Linked DNA regions of Macaca mulatta: region 2 is linked to region 1. A link is a contact called in public Hi-C data. All regions are on one chromosome and are shown on one strand. Each heading gives the region's core, a stretch centred on a gene start, on an enhancer-like site or on the middle of the called end of the contact. The rest is flanking DNA. Distances are from core to core; before and after follow the strand shown. Region 1 holds the start of SLC2A8 (solute carrier family 2 member 8). Region 2 holds the start of GARNL3 (GTPase activating Rap/RanGAP domain like 3).

Region 1 (6,300 bases), core at 2,226-4,725:
GGACTCGCTCAGCCCTTCAGACGCCTGGGCTGAAGATTCTTACAGGGACCCCCCACTTCTGGAGCCCTCTGGTTTGTCACTGCACAGTAAGGTACTGACCTAACCAGTCAGCCCTTCCCACACCCCTAGAGGGAGCTTCAGGAAAGATGAGGATATCACCTTCTCCAGCTCTCCTTGGAACTCAGTCATAAGACACACCTATTGGCCGGGCGCGGTGGCTCACACCTGAAATCCCAGAACTTTGGGAAGCTGAGGTGGGTGGATCACGAGGTCAGAAGATCAAGACCATCCTGGCTAACACAGCGAAACTCCGTTTCTACTAAAAATACAAAAAATTAGCTGGGCGTGGTGGCACGCACCTGTAATCCCACCTACTTGGGAAGCTGAGACAGGAGAATCGCTTGAACCCAGGAGATGGAGGTTGCAGTGAGCCGCCACTGCACTCCAGCCTGGGTGACAGAGCGAGACTCTGTCTCAAAAAAAAAAAAAAAAAAAAAAAAAAGACTCACCTATCCCAAGGTCCCAGGAAGGTGATCTGGAGCCTGGCATGTTGGGCACTGGCTGTGTGACCTCAGACAAGTCCCTTGACCTCTCTGAACCTCTGTTTACACATCTGTAAAATGGCCACATGACCACAAACAGGAAGCAAGAGATAATGACAACTATACCTGCCAGGTAGGCCAGGAGGATGCCGACGACGACCATCAGCTGCACACAAGAGCCGAGCAAGCCCCGGACTGCTGGGTAGGCGATTTCAGAGATGTAGACCTGCCAGCAACAAGACGAGGATTTAGGGCTGGGCACAGTGGCTCACTCCTGCAATCCCAGCACTTTGGGAGGCCGAGGCGGGCAGATCATCAGAGGTCAGGAGATCGAGACTGGCCTGACCAACAGGGAAAAACCCCATCTCTACTAAAAATACAAAATTAGCTGGGCCTGGTGGCATGCATCTGTAATCCCAGCTACTCAGGAGGCTGAAGGAGGAGAGTCACTTGAACCTGGGAGGTGGAGGTTGTGGTGAGCCAAGATCTCACCATTGCACTCCAGCCTGGGCAAAAAGAGCGAAACTCCGTCTTAAAAATAAACAAATAAATAAAAATTTAAAAAAAATTTAAAAATTTTAAAAATTAAAAAAACAAACAAAAAAAAACGATGAGGCTTTACTCAGGCTCCAAGAGTTCTTAAAACAGAAAGGTCTCAACCATTCAGAGCTGAGGAAAGTCCTTGCGGGGGGTTATGGCAGGTCCCGAGGCCCCTTAGTGGAACCTGCCCAGGTGAGCAGAGCCATCCCCAGGTCCTCACCACTGAAAGGTCTGTGGCAGGCGTTTAAAGGGGATTAAAGGTAACAGAGAGGGCTGCATGTGATGGCGAGGCAGTGGGCACAGAGCTTCTCAGACCTTCATTTAATGGGCACAGACACCCTAGGTAAAACGTAGATTCCGATGCAGTAGGTCTAGGCAGGCAAAAGATTCCACCTTGCTAACCAGCTCCATGTGTGCCCACCCAGGATCCTAGCCCAGGGCCCACGCTTTGAGTGGTGGCCTTAGACCAGAAGCACGAACTCTCTGCCTCAGTCACTAGGCACTGCTTCCTCCTGAGCCCACAGGCCACCAGGCCCTCACCCATGCATCTAAGGTTATTCCATAGCTTAAGCCCTAACACAGGTGTGTTTCTGCCCAGTTAAAAAAACCACAGACGTAAAAGGTCCAGCTTCTTCCCCACCCTCTTCTGGTCCAGCTGCTGCTGCCAGTTAGCAAATGCTGGTGAAATGAGCACCCAGGGAGGGCCCTGAGTGGCTGCTTTCAACCTCACTTGGGTGAGATACTGTCCACGCCCATGGCTGGGGGCAGTTCATGGGTCACCAAGCTGTCAGGGTCCAGTCCTCCATAAGCCATGCCAGGGGCTGTCTACCCAAAGTCCCACTGAATCCTGACCACTACCTCAGGGACTAATGCCATAATCCCTGTTTTCCAGGGAAGGAAACTGAGGCCCAGGCAGACACTCTGCTCAGGTCAGTGGCAGAACCAGGATTTGACCCAGATGTTCGGGGCTCCCAAGTGGGCAGCCTGGGTCAGGAGGGGGAAAGGGGGAAGATGGGGAAGGAGGGGCTGGCCTGTGACAAGGAAAGGGGAACACAGGCCAGCAGCCTTTGCCCCAGGAGAAACCAGGACAGGAACTTCCTGCTAATTGCAGTCATTGACCCGAAGCCAGGGATGAAAACCATAATGTTGGGAGTGGGCTCCTATGGATCATCTGCAGGTCTGCAGAGCAAAAGATGGGCACGGCTAAGTGGGATAATCCTGGGTTCCAGCAACTGCTTCCCCTCTGACTAGCTGTGGACCCTGCCTGGGCAAAGGACTTCACCTTTCCGAGACTGCATGTCATGACCTCAGTGTAAAATGGAGAGAACAGCAGGATCCTTCCCAGGGTGGACGGGAGGGACCGCGAGATAACGCAGGGACTTCAAGCCTGGCACCTGTAAGGTCCCGCCAGGGGAAGCCGCGCCCCTAGGACTGAGGAGCGGTTTGTCCACTCCTCCTCTGTCTCAGGCCGCGCGAGACAGGACACTCGCGAGACGGGACACTCACCGGGGCCACTAGGGAGGCAACACCGCAGGCCAGGCCGGTGAGGAGGCGGCCCCCCAGCAGCATCCACACGTCTTGGGCCGCGGTGATGACGGCAAAGCCGGCCACGAAGGGCACGGAGCACAGCAGGAGGCTCAGCTTGCGCCCGGCGCGGTCCACCAGCCAGCCGCCCAGCACTCCCCCTGCCGCAGCACCTAGGGTCACGATGGCCTGGGGGCGGGCGGAGGCTGAGGAGGGGGCGCCGAAGCCGCAGCCCATCCCTCCCCCCGCCCACGCCCCGCGGGCTCAGAGGGAAGGGGGCGACTCCAGGCAAATGAGCCGGGGCCCAGCGCCCGTCCCGAGGGGAGGGGTGGGGGACTGAGTGGTCCGGCGCTTGTCCCGAGGGGAAGGGTGGGGGACCAAAGAACTCGATGCCCGTCCCGAAAGGCCCGATGCCCGTCTCCTGGGGAAGGGCGGTGGCGGAGGGGCCCGATGCCTGTCCCGAGAGGAGGGCGCGGGGTCCCAGGGCTGGAGGGGCGAGTCCGGGGCCTCACCCCGAACCAGGAGGCGGCAGCGTCGTCCAGGTGCGGGGCCGGGGGCGCGGCGCGCTGCAGACTCGGGATGGCCGGGGAGCTGTAGCCGAGCGCGAAGCCGAAGCTGAGTGGGCCCAGGGCAGCGGCGAAGGCGGCGAGGAAGACGCGGCGGCCGCGGGGCGCGCTGCGGTGACAGGACCGAGGGTGAGCTGAGCGGACGCGGAGGGGCGGGAGGGCGAGGCCACGTCCGGGCCCGGGTTCCCCGGGGCTCACCTGCCGCCAGGCGGCCCCAGAAGCGGCTGGGTTTCCTCTGGGTCCTCGGGCGTCATGTCCGCGGCCAACGCCGATCGGCCAGCTCCGGCGCCTGAACCGCCACCGGCCCCGCGAGTGCGGTCGGCACCGGCCTCTCGCAGCCAATGGGCGGCGGGGGGCGGGGGGCGGTGCTGGGCGGGATCGGAATCGCAGAGCAGAAGCAGCCAATAGGAATGCAAGGCGGGATTAGCGAATGCGCTAGGACCCGCCCTCATATTAAAGTATACCAATGGAAGCATAACGCTGATTAGCAAAACGCGCTGGAACCGCCCCTAGGACGGAAAGGCCCTAGGTACAGGTGGGCGGAGTTTCCGTCTGGGAGCACACAATCACCCAATTGGATTGTAGTGGGAGCCCGTAAACGGGGCCAGAGAGCTGCCTCAGAACTGAGCTGGCCAATGAGGTTGGAGGGAGGAGTTTTTTTTCTGGCACCGCCTCTCAATCTAGCTTCAACCAATGAGGGTAGGGGCGGGGCGAAGGCGGAGCACGTGGGCCTCAGCCCGAGACTTCCCTCCCCCAACTCTGAGAAGCTGCAACTGTCCTGCCGGGTCCGGTTTGCAGTTCCTGCCCCGCGTTAATCGCTGCCCTGGGGCTTGTATTGGAGGTATCTGACCTCTGCCTGGGCCCAGCTCTGCAGGGGAGAGAGCCTCTAAGCAGACTGTCCTGGGCCGCCTCCCTCTCCTCTCGGACGCCGAGACTGGTCATACGCTCCCGCTAGGCTGCTGGCGGCGGAGGCGTGGCCCTGTGCACCGAAACCCATCTTCATGCTTCCCAGATTGCTGAAGGCTCGGGTCTCCAGGTGCTGAGGACCAGTGGTAGGCGGGGTACCCCACGCCCTATGTGTGACAGATCTGGGCTTCACTTCCCCTCTTAAGTGTCACTCACTTCACAGCGAGTCCTGACTCTTGAATCTTCATCTACCTGTCTCCGAATTTTGAGTTCCCTGTAGATTTTAATGCCGCCTTCTCCCCTTGTGCACCCAAGTCAAATGATGAGGCACTGTTGGATCTCACCAGTTGTACCCAATTCATACCCAACACTCTGGTTGCAGGCAGCTGCGGTGGAATGCTGGTGTAATTCTGGAAAGAGCCAGGGCATGGGAGTAAGAGGCTTGGCTTGTAATCCCTCCCTGGGCCTTGTGTTTCCTCATCTCTAAGTGGGGATGACCATTATCTTCCAGGAGAGTTGTGAAGCAAGGTAATGTATATAAGACATATGAAGCACTCAAAGGCTAACCGGTATGATGAAGATAGTCATTTGACATACTGCAGTCACCTGATGGTTCTAGCAAGCAACATTTTTCAATCCTGACCACAAGACTATCTTTAAAGACTTAGGCAACTGCCCTTCTGTACTCCCACAGCATCTAGTGCTTGATAACTCAAGTGCTTGACAACACAAAGCAGTGATAAATGCTGTGATAAGAATAACTCAAGCACTGTATTCTTATCACAGCATTTATCACTGCTTTGTGACCCCTGTTTACTTCTGTCCTTCCCCAATGGACATGACCTCCTCTGGAGAGGAGGCACTTGGTGTTTGCAGAGTGGATCAGTGCCTCAAACTCCCTGGGCAGACACTGCACTTAGATGATTTTCTGTGTGACTCAGCCAGTCAGGTACACAGAAAGGGTTGTGCAGGCAGGGTGCTCCTCACCCTGTGGCCGATGGCTTCCCTTCCCGTGAGTGTGCAGAACTCACTTGTTGGCCTTTGTAAACAAATAATGTTGCCAGAGCAGCCTCTTGCCCCCTTTTCATAGGCAAAGCACCATCAGCCTGATTAGTAGGGTCCACCTTTTGCCCTCGCTACATCCCTTCTCAGACCTGTGACTCTTGTCAAATTGTGGGTAGCTCTAATGCTGCTGATTTGGAAGAATGCTCTAAAATAGTCCGTGGATTTTTTTATGCTACGCTGTGAAGCAAGAAACTTCAGGGAAAAAAAAAGGAAAAACACAGATACAAGCTCATAAAGCTTACAAATTAGTTGAACATGAAAAACACCAGCCAGATCCAGCTGACACAAGGCACTTAGCCTGGCTCTGCATGGCAGACATGGGGAAAGCAAGGGCTCTGCAGTCAAAGAACTTGCAGGTTCAAACCATTGCCCCTTTTTGAGCCTGTTTCCTTATTTGAAAAGCAAGGATAATAAAACATAATTCATTAAACTGTTGGTGGGGTTGAGACAGTGTTTTTTCCCCCCTATATAGGAAAAGGGCATAAAAAACATGGAGGAAGAACGGGCATGCTAACTGCTGCAAAGAATATGAGCAGACACACGTGGCTATACACAGCCCCATCTGGGTATACCTAAATACCACTGGCTTCACTACTCTTGCCTCTTGCCTTCTGCCAAAAATGAACCAAGCAACCTTCCGCTTGGGTTATCATGCTGATCTGTTTGCACAAAAGACAGACAGGGGAGCTCTCCCCACAGTGTGCAAGGCCCACTAGGAGGTACGACCCAAACTTCTATAAAATCTGTCAGACCAAGGTCCTGTCAAACTCAGTTCTCCACACTCACAAAGAAGGCCTGCTGGCCGGGCGCGGTGGCTCACACCTGTAATCCCAGCACTTTGGGAGGCCAAGGAAGGCGGATCACGAGGTCAGGAGTTCGAGACCAGCCTGGCCAACATGGTGAAACCCCATCTCTACCAAAATACAAAAATTAGCTGGGCGTGGTGGTGCGCACCTGTAATCCCAGCTACTCAGGAGGCTGAGGCAGGAGAATCGCTTGAACCTGGGAGGTGGAGGTTGCAGTGAACTGAGATCGTGCCATTGTACTCCAGCCTGGGCAATAGAGTGAGAATCTGTCTAAAAAAAAAAAGGCCTGCAGAAGAACTCTTCTGAGCTGCTTTAACGGGGTAGGTAACAGGAATAATGTAAGTAGGAAAA
Region 2 (6,300 bases), core at 2,646-5,145, 180 kb after region 1:
CAGGCACACCCATATGCCTCTGGGAGACTATAAATTGGTACAACTCTCTGGTGCGCAATTTAGTATTATGCTTCAAAAGGCTTTAAAATGTTCATTTTCTTTAAAACGCTTTAAAACGTTTCTTTAAAAGGCTTTAAAATGTTCAATAACTCCCATCACTTCTATAAATTTATGATGACGTCTTTACAAAAGTTGACCTCTTCATAGCTAAACAAATGCACATGGATTTACAGCATCTTTAGTAAGAGTGAAAAACTGTAAGTAAACTACATGTGTCCAGTAAATAAATGGAAACATATCCATATGACAGAACACCAGGCAGCAATTTAAAATAGATTTCAGAAAAGTTTAAGGATGTGTGGAAATCCTTACACGATATTAAGTGGAAAAGCAAGTTAAAACATTAATATAAATATACACACACATAGTTAAGAAAAAAGGCTAGTTAACACCTGGTAGTACTCTGGGTAAATACAAATTTAATTATCCTCTTTATATTTTTCTTGATTTTTCAGATTTCTTCTCACAAACACAAATTAGTTTTTTTTTATTTTATTGAGATAGGGTCTTGCTGTGTTGCCCAGGCTGGGGTGTAGTGGTGCAATCACAGCTCACTGTAACCTCAAACTCCTGGGCTCAAGTGATCCTCCTGACTCAGCCTCTGGAGTAGCTGAGACTACAGGCATGTGCCACCACGCCTAATTTCTTTTAATTTTTGTAGAGATGGGGTTTTGCTATGTAGTCCAGGCTAGTCTTGAACTCCTGAGGTCAAGGATCCAAGCGATCCTCTTGCCTCAGCCTCCCAATGCACTGCGTATAGGTGTGAGCCACTATGCCCAGCCACAAATTAGTTTGTTGTTTTTCCATCTCACTCTGTCCCCCAGGCTGGAGTGCAGTGGCGCAATCTCAGCTCACTGTAACCTCTGCCTCGTGGGTTCAAGGGACTCTCCTACCTCAGCCTCCCCAGTAGCTGGGATTACAGGCGCCCACCACCACACCCGGCTAATTTTTGTATTTTTAGTAGAGATGGGGTCTCACCATGTTAGCCATGCTGGTTTCAAACTCCTGACCTCAAATGATCCATCCGCCTCGGCCTCCCAAAGTACTGGGATTATAGGCGTGAGCCACTGCGCCTGGCCTGCAAGTTAATTTTATAGTCAGAAAAAATGATAATCATTTTTATCCTACAGCTAATAAGATAATGTCATGGAGTACCAAATCGAGAATAAGAAAACTCTGGAGGCTAGGAAATCATTAGTCTTTCAGGTGTAAGCTTATGAAGACAAAGGAGAGGGTAATAAAAGTGGGAATTCAAAGGAAAACATTTTCTAAACTGGCACTGCCCAATATGCTAGACTTTAGTACTAGGCGGTTATTTATATTAGTTAAAGCTAAATAAAATGTAAAATTCAGTTCCTTAGTTCAACTAGCCCCATTACAAGTGCTCCATGGCCACAGGTGGCTAGAGGCTACCATAACAGACAGCATGGATTATAGGTTTCCATCACTGCGGAAAATTCCATGGGACAGCGCTGTTCCATGTATTCCACTTCAGGTCTGAGGGATCCAGCTTCCGGCTTGTCTCTTCAGCCTCATCCCTTGGTTCAGTTTCTCACATCCTTCATGCTCCAGCAACAAGCATGTAAGCACCATGAGGACAGAGATCGTATCTGTCTGGTTCTCCAAGTCTAGTGGGGGAGACATACTACCTGGGTAACTACACACAGTGTTATGGGGGCTTGAAGACAGGTGCACAGATTATTAACACAGCAAAGAGCTCAATCTGGGGTTCAAGGAAGACTTCCGAAGGAGAAGGTGTGGGCGTATACAGAGAGGAAAGGAAAGAAAATTCTAGTGGAGAAAAGAGTGTGATATGAGTAAGGGCCCAGATGAGAAAGAGTGCAGCACAGAGGAGGAAGCACCAGCGGGTCAGACACTGACTCATACAACACACAGTTGATGTCCCATGGGCCAGGCCTGAGCCAGCTCTGGGCACCCAGCAGTGACCAGGACAGCTCTGTTCCCTGCCCCCGCAATGCTTATATGCCAGGCTCACCAGTACTGCTGGAGCGCCAAGGGTGGGGCAGGGAATGCCAACAACTGAGGATGGATGCTTTAAGGCCAAGTCAAGGGCCCCGCACCTCATCTTAAGCATCCTGGTTAGTTTGCTTTTTATTCCTAGCAATGGAACCCTCTTATTGGCCTCAGTGCGGGTCGGAGTCCACATCCCTCTCTCTCTCTGTCCCCCACTCTGGTCCCTACCACTGCTGTGGGCGATGGGGAGCTCCTCAAGGGGTGTTGGCCGCGAAGGGCACAGTCACAGCTTTAGGGAGACCCCTCCCGCGGCCAGCTGGGGTGTGGATTTCAGAGGCGTCAGAACAGAGACGGGAAGTGTGGCTGAGAGGACGCTGGAGTCATCTCCAAGACCTGAGAAAATGGTAGGGCCAACTTGAGCGACGTCGAAGCAGGAGAATCCGTTCCAAATTCAGGGAATGCCAGGGAAGCTGAGGGAGGGCATGCGCCCGGGCGGCGGTCGTCCCGTGAGAGGTCCCGGGGGAAGAGCAGCCGAGGGGCGCCGGCGGCCCGGGCAGAGGCTGGCGTCGCGAGGGAGAGGGGCGCGGGGGCCGCGGGTGCCAGGGCCAGCCGGGGCGCGGAGGCAGCAGGTGTGCGGCTGCCAGGGCACGCGGGGTGCCGGAAGGAAGCCTCCAGTGGACAGAGGGGTGAGCTCCCGACCTTGCCCTTGAGCGTTTACCGGAGGTGGGCAGGGCACGTTCTCCTCAGCCCATGCCCCGCCGAAGCAGCGGGCGTGCGGGGCCTGCCACCGGACCGACGCTTCTGGACGCCCGACACCCGTTCCCTCACCTCCCGCGCGACGGCCCGGCCCCTCCCACAGTCCACGGCCGCTCAGCCCGGGCTACGCGCCCGGTCTCCTCAGAGCCTCCGCCGACCCTTCCCACGCCGCGGCCTCGCCCCGCTGTCCCTTCACATCGCCATCCCCCCACGTGGCCAGCGCCCCGCCCGGCCGCACCCCTCCCAGGTCGCAGTACCTTGGGCTCTCGAAGCTGCACCCCCTGCGCCGCAGCGCCGCCCTCTTCTGCCGCAGGAGCGCAGCGGCCACCCCGCCGGGCTCCGGCTCCATCGCCCCGGGCGGGGGCCGCGGGCTCGGGCGCACTCGGGTGGGCTCGGGCCTCGGCCGGCCGCTCGGCTCGCACGCCGCAGCCCACGCCCCGCCCCACGCCCCTCGCTGGGCCCAGGCCCCGCCCCGGCCCCGCCCCGAACCACGGCCCAGCCCGCCTCGCGCCTCTTATCCTGGTTCAGGCCCCGCCCAAGCCCCGCCCCGAACCCCAGCCTGCCCGGACCCTCCGCGGGGCCCAAGCCCCGCCCCGCAATCACTCACCCTGGTCCTGGCCCCGCCCCGCGATCGCTCACCCTGGTCCCGGCCCCGCCCCGCACCCGCTCAGCCTGTTACAGGCCCCGCCCCGCGCCCGCTCAGCCTGTTACAGGCCCCGCCCCGGCCCCGCTCTCAACTCCTGCTCTGCTCGCCCCGCGCCCTCAGCCCGGAGAAGGCCCCGCCCACACCCCGCCCACGCCCCGCCCCGCGCTCCGGTAACGCCCCTCCCGCGCCAGCTCCGCCGGGTTCTTGCCGCCGGCTTTCGGCACCTCTGCGGGGCCCACAGGCCTAAAACGCCCATCCTATCCTCGACTGTCCCGTCCACGACCCCAACCCTCCTGCTGCTTGCCCCTCAGCACAGACCCTGGCCCCGCCCACCTACCCCTGCACTACTGAGCTCGCGCAAGGCCCTCGCCCTTACCCCAAACCTCTGCTTTGTCGAGCGTCGTCCCTTGGAGTTCGGCTCCTCATCGCCTCAGCACCTCCTGGCCCTTTCTATTGTAGCTCCGCCCCTAGGGCCCTCCTTTCCCATGTCCCGCCCACAGGTATGGCTCCGCCCCCAGGAGCCCCGCCTTTTCCCTTCGAAGCTCCCACTGACTCGGTTCCCAGACCAGCTCCATCGCCTCCTCAGTTCTGCTCTGACAGGGCCTGCCACAGCCCCGCCCGGCCGCGAGGCCCCGCCCACACTCGGTGGCCCCGCCCAGCCACCCCTCTCCTGCGCCCTTGTCCAGCCTGCCCGCAGGCTCCGCGCGGGGTAGATGCCCGCACCCGTGGCTAAAGCGGCGTTTCGCCGTCTGGTCTGCGTTGACTCCGGGATCCTGCCATCCATCCCCCTTGATGGATCGCAGGATCTGGTGGCCGTTTGTGGCGCCTGACGCCGTGAGGCTAAGGGGCTGGAGCTTTGCAGGATACCAGTTGTGGGTTCGAGTCTTGACTGTTAGTTTCTAACTGTGACGACCCCCAACCCCATCCTCACTTCCCTAAGTCAAATGCATTCTTCTCAGGGCCCTTGAACACTGCACTGTGACTGAGGGCAGCGACCCCATCTGGGTAAAGCTGGGGCCACCGTGCCGTCTAAATCAGGAGGAGGAGGTAAACTAGGGCTACCTCGGCAAGCGGGGCCTTGTGGTAGCTAGGGAGGTGTGGCTATGCTGGCCTGGAACTGGGATGGTGGAGCAGAACCCGAGGACTGTGCTGGTGTGGGGGAACCTGTGCTTGGGGGACTGGCCACTGCAGCTTTGGAAGGCACTGGCTGGGAAACTGAGGCAGTCCGGGTCAGGGGATCACATCACCCCCTGGTGCACACTTCCTCAATGACTTCCAGGTTCTTTCTTGGTAAGGCCTGAACTTTGTGAGAGAATGAAGCGGCTGCCCAGATAGCACTGAGAGAAAGATGTAGAGGAGGCCTTTTTATTTCTCCTTCCAGCCCCTCTAGAGATGCCCCTGGACCTCCCCTCAGGTTTCCACGAGATAACCCTTTTAAGACAGCCCTCTTTTTTCTCCAAGCGAGGTATAGTGGAGTTCTGGGCTTTTGCCTAACATCATGAAGTCCTCCCAACATACCTTTTCAGACTTAAAATCCCATTACTCCCGCAAAACCTGTACTCAGTGAGATCGGGTTGCCTTTTTCTCAGCCTCACTCTGCTCCTTCTCATTTCTGTCTCCCTGTTGCCCCCACCCTTCATGTGTTCTGCAACCTCTGAACTGAATCTCCAAATACCCACTGCCCTCTAAAGCATCCTACGTCTCCTGCCTCTCTCCCTGGAGTGCCTGTCCCTTCCTGAGGATGCTGCTCCTGCATGGTTTTGATGCTCTGGTTACGTCCTAGCTGAGTTTTGGGCTCCCCATGCCTCCTTTGTGTCTATCTGAAACAGCAACTGTTTGCTAAGTGAATGTGTGTGACTTTAATAAACTGAGCAGTATTCATTGGAAAACACATTTAATTTCAAAGTAAACAAAGATGTTGTACATTAAAGTATTTAATTAGTGAAATAATTATTATCAATGTAACAAGCTGAAAAATACAGCAACTTGATACAAGACTGAGGTAACAAAATACTTCACCAAAAATCTAAAGAACCCCATGGAGGGCTGGTTGATGTTCAGTGGTTACTGCGGGTGAGACAATTCACAAGAATTAGAGAAAGTCCTTACACAACTGCATGCAGGGGTCTGCTGGAAAAAAAGACAGCCCAGGAGAGTGCAACAGATTTAACAGGAAACGAATTAAAATGTAGAAACTGATTTTCAACTTACTTCGAAGAGTACATAAGAAATTGAAAACTACTCTCGATGCAACATTTTGAATGCTAAGTGGAAAACCATGCATTTTGGCACGAAATTTATTAAAGATTATACCATACTAATTAATTACTATTATTTCATTAGTGAATAGTCACAGTCGTTCAGAAATGGATAAAGAGATTAATGGTTATAAAATGGACAGATGATCTCCTGTGTTGCTGCTGTAAGCGGGGTTTTGAGGCTGCCCAGGGGGTGTACACGCTTGTGCAGCATAGGGCTGCAAGGCGGTCTCAAGTCCATGGTACAAGTTCTCAACACCCAAGAAAATGCAGTTCTCGCTCACATTGTAGTTATATTTAACATTGAAATTAAAAACAGAAACCTATGGAGCAAATACTGTGACATTTCAACCCTACTCTCTCATTCCACCTTTGGAATCCTCGGCATGGCCAACTGCAGCTCTGTGCCTGGCTCTTCTGGGCCAACCAGCCTCTAGGATAGTGACTTCATCCTCACTGCAACTGAACTCGCAGATCAAGAGGCTATTCAGTCTGTTGAGCCTTTTGATGCCTTTCTGGAGCAATCTATGCACAGGATTTATACTCAGGGCTAGGAGAGAGGCAAAGTCTTGCCTAAGGAGATATGTGTGGTGGGGACTACTTGTT

Evidence for each region. A called contact is a pair of places that touch in the nucleus more often than the background predicts.
Region 2: a Hi-C map of fetal cortex germinal zone shows a contact between it and region 1, with 1.9 times the contacts expected there. The contact joins the promoter of GARNL3 here to the promoter of SLC2A8 in region 1. A contact is called at or near these places in 4 of 14 Hi-C or Micro-C datasets (CD4 T cells, cortical neurons, fetal cortex germinal zone and 1 more).

The regions. Positions count from the first base shown.
Region 1 is chr15:20,315,302-20,321,601 of T2T-MMU8v2.0, forward strand. SLC2A8 (solute carrier family 2 member 8) reads right to left here and starts at 3,476. Exons shown (of 10, transcript NM_001265805.2): 1 at 3,371-3,476; 2 at 3,119-3,281; 3 at 2,589-2,795; 4 at 669-768. The coding sequence starts at 3,426.
Region 2 is chr15:20,490,644-20,496,943 of T2T-MMU8v2.0, forward strand. GARNL3 (GTPase activating Rap/RanGAP domain like 3) reads right to left here and starts at 3,896. Exons shown (of 30, transcript XR_013405550.1): 1 at 3,813-3,896. RALGPS1 (Ral GEF with PH domain and SH3 binding motif 1) reads right to left here. Exons shown (of 21, transcript XR_013405554.1): 21 at 5,314-6,300.